Linked DNA regions of Sus scrofa: region 1 is linked to region 2. Evidence: chromatin contacts called from public HiChIP or PLAC-seq data. All regions are on one chromosome and are shown on one strand. Each heading gives the region's core, a stretch centred on a gene start, on an enhancer-like site or on the middle of the called end of the contact. The rest is flanking DNA. Distances are from core to core; before and after follow the strand shown.

Region 1 (2,700 bases), core at 82-2,581, 150 kb after region 2:
ATGGCGAGTCCCAGGAATGCATCACAAAGTGAGTTTTTAAAACTGGAAGTATTTCCTCCAACTTCTCAGTCTTATAGAAGGATACTCAAAAATGAATTTGTTTTTTAATTCATCTACTTTTGCAAACAGATCTTTGCAAGAAGTGAAGAGTGTGTATAATAATCTTGAGCATAAATAATGGTGGGATCATAGGCTCCCTTTCTGTCCAGGCACGTGTTTGCCTTCATTTGAGGGAGGAATACAGCATGTTTTTTCCTAAGTAATCTTTGGTTGCCTTCAGTGAATGAAAGTTTGCTTATATGCCTTGGATTCACTCTAGTAACTAAGTTATTCTTAGGTTCAGTTGTTAGGGAACAGTTGGTGAATTGTTTCACCTATTGGTTTAGGTTCTCTTTTGAAGCAGCAAAAATCAGGGCTCACTGCCGTGGTCTAGTAGAGTGTCCAACACTTGCTTGTCTGTTTATCTTCATTAGAGATGGGGTGACTCAAGCTCATTTCCAAGCATTGGCTACATTTTAGTAACATTTCGTTAAGATTTTAAATCACTTTATTGTAATTCTGGATTATATCTTATACTTTTTAGATATAAATGTGGAACTTTTGAACAGAAAGATCTTTTATTATTGATTTTGATATCTGGGAGATGTTTTTGTTTGGTTTTGTAGGGGGGAGTTTTTGTTTTCCTTTTTTTTGGGGGGGGATTTTTTAAAATCAGTTTTAAATTCCAAATAATAAGAGAGAATTCCTAGAGTCGTAGGGTTGGTTACAGTTCCAGGAAGAGACGTTTTAGACATTGGCTGGGAAAACAGAGTTTTTCTTGCTGGGCAGACTCCTGCAGCTCCAGAGAACCATCGTCTGCCGCGACTCGGACCTTCCCGATGAGCTGCTTTTCGGCCGCGCGGGCTACCTGTACGCCTTGCTCTATGTGAACACGGAGATGGGTCCGGGCGCCGTGTGCGAATCAGCCATCAAAGAGGTACCGAGGGAGCGCGCCCGCCGCCGGGTCCCGTCCCCCGCGCAGCCGCCTGCCAGCACCCAGTTACCGCGGTGCCTGGACGGACTCTGCTTCTAGGAGGAGTCCTTGCCCAAGATCGCTCGTAAAATGATAAATAGCTCCCGTTTTTTCCCCCCAGGGAAGGTTTTTCTTTTAATTTAGGCCTGTGTTCATTCACCTGTTTTTACTCGAAGCAAACAGCAGCTTCGTAAAGAGAGAATGTCTCTTTCCTTTCCTTGAGGCGTCTGAACTGGGAGGCAGTCCGGGCAGCCGCGCTGGGGACGCCCTTCGTCTGTCTGGTTCCGCCTTATCCTGGGGCCGTGCCCTTGTCCGCGTGACCAGAGTGAGCCGAGCGCCCTCAGCCAGGGGCCCGGTGAGGAAGTGGCTGGTGAGCAGCTTCCTTCGAAGGCCGAGAACTCGAAGTTGCCCACCTCCCACTTCCGCACCGCAGCCGGATGGTTGTGTGCAGGTGTCTGTACCCCCGGAGCCAGGTGCCTGGCGAAAGCTTCGGAGCACTGCTCCCGGGAGGGCGCAGGGGGAGAGGACGTGGGGAAACATTTAGTGTCTTGGCTGCCTCGTCGTTACCGATGTGATACTCTTCTTTTGATCTGAAACCCTGTAACAGACCTCATTTCCTTAGCCTTTCATCAGTGAAGCCAGTTCCTCCCGCCTGGGAGATGAAGGGTCCTCCCTCAGCACCCGCTGGGGAGAGGCTCCAGGACCGCCCCTCAGACACCAAAATCCCGGGATGCTGAAGTCCCTTCCATAAAGGGGTGCAGTGTTTGTGTGTAAACTGCACGACCTCCCTGGACTTTAAATCTTCTCCAGGTTACTTCGAATACCTTGCACCCTGCAAATGCTATGTAAACCACTGCCCATGAGCAGCAAATTCAAGTTCTGCTTTGTGGAACTTTCTGGGATTTTTTCCCAATATTTTTGATCAGAGGTTGATTAAATCTGTGGGTAAGGAACCCACGGCAGATACGGAGGACCAGCTATACTTGCCAGTCTTCCGGGGAAAACATTGAAGCTACGGAGCAACTAAGTCGTGTGGGGTAGTTTTCATAGGAAGGTTTCTGGGGCTCCAGTAACCTGTTCATACAAAGACCTTTTGATTTCTTGGTTCTACTTCTTAATATACTTTTCTGCTCCGACATCATCTTCTGATTTCTCTCTGCCTGTGTGTATGTACGTATTTATAAATTGAAGACAGCAGTGTTGGCTACAGACCGTAAAGATTTTAGGTTACGTAATCTCTCTAAAGGCATATGTTACTGTTAATTAGACTAGAACAGACTGCGTGTAAGTTTTTAGACTTAAGCCGTCTCGCCTCTGTAGGTGGTCGATGCTATTATTGATTCGGGCAAGACTTTGTCAAAGGAAGAAAGGAAGGCCGAGCGCTGCCCCCTGTTGTACCAGTGGCACAGGAAGCAGTACGTCGGAGCCGCCCATGGCATGGCTGGGATCTACTACATGCTAATGCAGGTGAGCGAGCCTCTGCAGTACTGATGCAGTAGCTACATTCCGCAGAGTTAGCTCGGATGGGACCTGGGACTGAAAGCGTGCTGCAGACCAAGTGGGCAGCCCCTGAAACAAGGGTCCTTCTCTGAGTCATGGTCCTTGAGCTCTGTGTGGTCCCCAAGCCCTGAGCCGTGAGCACGTCCCGTGTGCAGTTCTGTGCTGGGTTAGGTGTCTGTTGCCCACAC
Region 2 (2,700 bases), core at 153-2,652:
TTTCATAGTGAGTAAACCTGAATTTTAGAATTACCCTATAGATGCAGGGGAGGTCAGGCCTGGACCATCAGCAACAAATGCACAGAGGCCGGGCCGACAATAGCAAGCCTCCCTCCAGCAGCTCCCAGCTCCTTGGCAGGAGTGAGAATTGCTAGAAGCCAGTTTTTAGACAAAAGTCCAGCCCAGAACTGGGATGTTAGAGGGTAGGACAACTTACATAAAACGAGTTTGCCTCAAAGACTTTGGCTTAAAAAGCAACACAATTTTAAGCGTTTCGCCTCTCACTGCACCCTCTGCTTTCTTTGCTGTCTCTGTGATGTTAAAAATATATGTTGAGCACCGGGGACTTTTAGGCAACTTAAGGACACTTATCTTAATTTTGTATGCCACCTCTTTTCCCCCTTTGGTTTTCCTGTAGGTTTTCTCATACGCTGCTTCAAATCCTTGCAGGAAGAGGGAGGAGGAGTGAGCAAAGTAGAGGAGAAAGGCAGAGAAAAGAGGGATTAGAAAGACTAAAAAGAGAGAATCAAGCAAATAAGATGGCACCCGTGTGTAATCCCTAAAGGATGCGTTTTCGAGGACACGTGGCCTGGTGGTGCCTCTTCTAGCCTGTTTCTGGGGTGTGGTTTGGGAGCAGTAGCTGAGCAAACAAAACAATGTATCACTTCTTTTCATGCCTGCTGCTGCTGAGCTCTGCTCAAACACAGCCCAGGCAGAAGCTCTGGGGCCCCACGCTGCCCCATCCCCGCCCGCATCCACTCGGTGCTCTGCACACTGACCTATCCCGCCAGAGGTGCCGATGCGGATGATGGTGACGCCGGAGCACCGCGCGTGGTACAGCAGCTTGATGAGCTCGTGCAGCATGATGGCAATGGAGGGAATGCCCATCCCGTGCTGGAAGCAGGGAGAAATGGCAACGTTAAGCTCCAGCCGTGCCTCCACGTGTTCTGTGGCGCACTGCAAACTGGTGGTAACAGAAGACGAACCTCAAAACATAAACTGAAACACGCCTAACGCCTTAGGAAGGGTAAAGGTTTGCACAAAGCTGACGACCCCATCTGATGTACACATCCCGTGAAACAGGGGACCCGAGGTTCAGCAAAGAGGCAACAGCCCGTTGTCGCTACGTAACAAAGAGCCCCTTGGCACTGGAAGCCCTGCACACATTCTTCCCTTTGGGCCAGGAGCTGCGCCTTCCTCACAGGACTCCTCGGAGAATATGCTTGTGATGGAACCTGGCCCATGGCAAGTGCTTCCGTGAATTATCTAGAATTGAATACGTCTTGGTTCTTGTGTGTGTCCTGGATGCCTGATGCTGCCTAGGGGGGTGGGGCACTTAGCCTCAGGGGCAGCCTGAACTCCCATGCTGCCTACAAAGGAAACCAAACCCAGAAAACGAGAAGCACCAGAGATTGCTGTGCTCACTCATTGCTAAATGACTTGCGAATGAAGAAACTCACTGGGATGGGGGTGGGGGGCACCCGGGACCTGGCCCTGGTCCCGGGAGGGCACGTGGGCCCTCGCCGTGTGTACACAGCTGGGTGTGTCTGCATGGGTGTTTGCAGGTGTGTATCGGTCTCTCCTGGAGACGGGCACCACCGCCTCTGCAGCCCAGCTCCAGGCTCCCTCGTCCCCAGCAGGGCAGAGGAAGCAGGGGTAGAGGGGACCTGGTCTGGGGGTGGAGGGCAGGCGGGGGCCCGGGGGCTGAGCCCACCCCCGGGAAGGGATGGTACTCACGCTGACAGACAGCACCGGGCCCACTTTAAACATGGCATAGCGGTCGGTGCCCACACAGATGTTGGGATAGTCTGCGCCTGGGACGTCAAGGCCCAGCTCCACGGCCACGTACTGGATGAAGGCTTTCATCCGGGAAGGGCTTCCCCCGACGCACACAAACTGCGGAGAACAGAGCCCTCGTCAGAGCAGGGACCCCCAAACTACCGCCACCTGCAAATCCCAGAACCTGCTCGAAACGCACATCCCTTCCCCAGCCTCCCCTCAGACTTACTGTGTCTGGGGAGCCAGTAAAGTGTGGGATATGGAGCCCCGTGGTGTCTCTCGTGCTTGCTCAAGTTTTTGGGGGGGGGGTTATGATTTTTATTTTTTCGATTATAGCTGGTTTACAGTCGCTCAGGTATTAAGAAGCACTGGTTCATGGACTCGCAACTCAGTCCAAGAGGCCCCAAGCGTGAGAAGCAATCCGCTGAGCAAAATGCAGGACGACCACAGCCTTACCCTCTTGGGGAAGCTAAGTTCAGCCTCCATGCCTGCCCTGCCTCCGTCCACCACGTGGCCAGCAGCTCTCTGCACTGCAGGGAGCCCAGGTTTGGACCAGGATGGCACCAGCCCCTCCATGTGCAACCAGGGCCCCACAGCCCATCTGTAAAATGGGCTTCTACCTGCTGTCTTTCCCAGGAGTCCAGGGGGCCAAATAGCCAACACATGGAAATAGCCAGGGACCCAGTGGGGGCTCAGGAAGTCATAGCTCTGGGGGTGGGAGGTGCGGTGAGTGAATGGCTATCAGAGAAGTAGAACCTTTATTTTTGTTTGTTTTCTTTGTTTTGCTTTTTAGGGCTGAACCTGCAGCATATGGAGGTTCCCAGGGTAGGGGTCAAATCGGAGCTGTAGCTGCCAGCCTACACCACAGCCACAGCAACGTGGGATCCAAGCTGTGTCTGCGACTGACACTGAAGCTCACGG

What was found. HiChIP or PLAC-seq counts read pairs in DNA pulled down with a chosen protein or histone mark.
Region 1: a contact with region 2 is called in an H3K27ac HiChIP or PLAC-seq map of alveolar macrophages. The contact joins two enhancer-like sites. A contact is called at or near these places in 1 of 47 Hi-C or Micro-C datasets (epiblast stem cells) and 1 of 2 datasets of contacts at active chromatin or transcription factors (alveolar macrophages).

What each region holds. Positions count from the first base shown.
Region 1 is chr18:48,573,625-48,576,324 of Sscrofa11.1, forward strand. It overlaps LANCL2 (lanC-like protein 2), which reads left to right. Exons shown (of 8, transcript XM_021079342.1): 3 at 1-28; 4 at 829-976; 5 at 2,333-2,479. Among named protein-coding and RNA genes, the nearest start is that of LANCL2, 24 kb to the left of the region's middle. Within about 2 kb of position 1,332, at least 16 of the 83 cell types and tissues checked have an H3K27ac peak or open chromatin away from gene starts, as enhancers often do. A contact at or near this core is called in alveolar macrophages, where this site is marked.
Region 2 is chr18:48,422,284-48,424,983 of Sscrofa11.1, forward strand. UPP1 (uridine phosphorylase 1) reads right to left here. Exons shown (of 8, transcript XM_021078790.1): 4 at 1,738-1,896; 5 at 780-894. Among named protein-coding and RNA genes, the nearest start is that of UPP1, 17 kb to the right of the region's middle. Within about 2 kb of position 1,403, at least 5 of the 83 cell types and tissues checked have an H3K27ac peak or open chromatin away from gene starts, as enhancers often do. A contact at or near this core is called in alveolar macrophages, where this site is marked.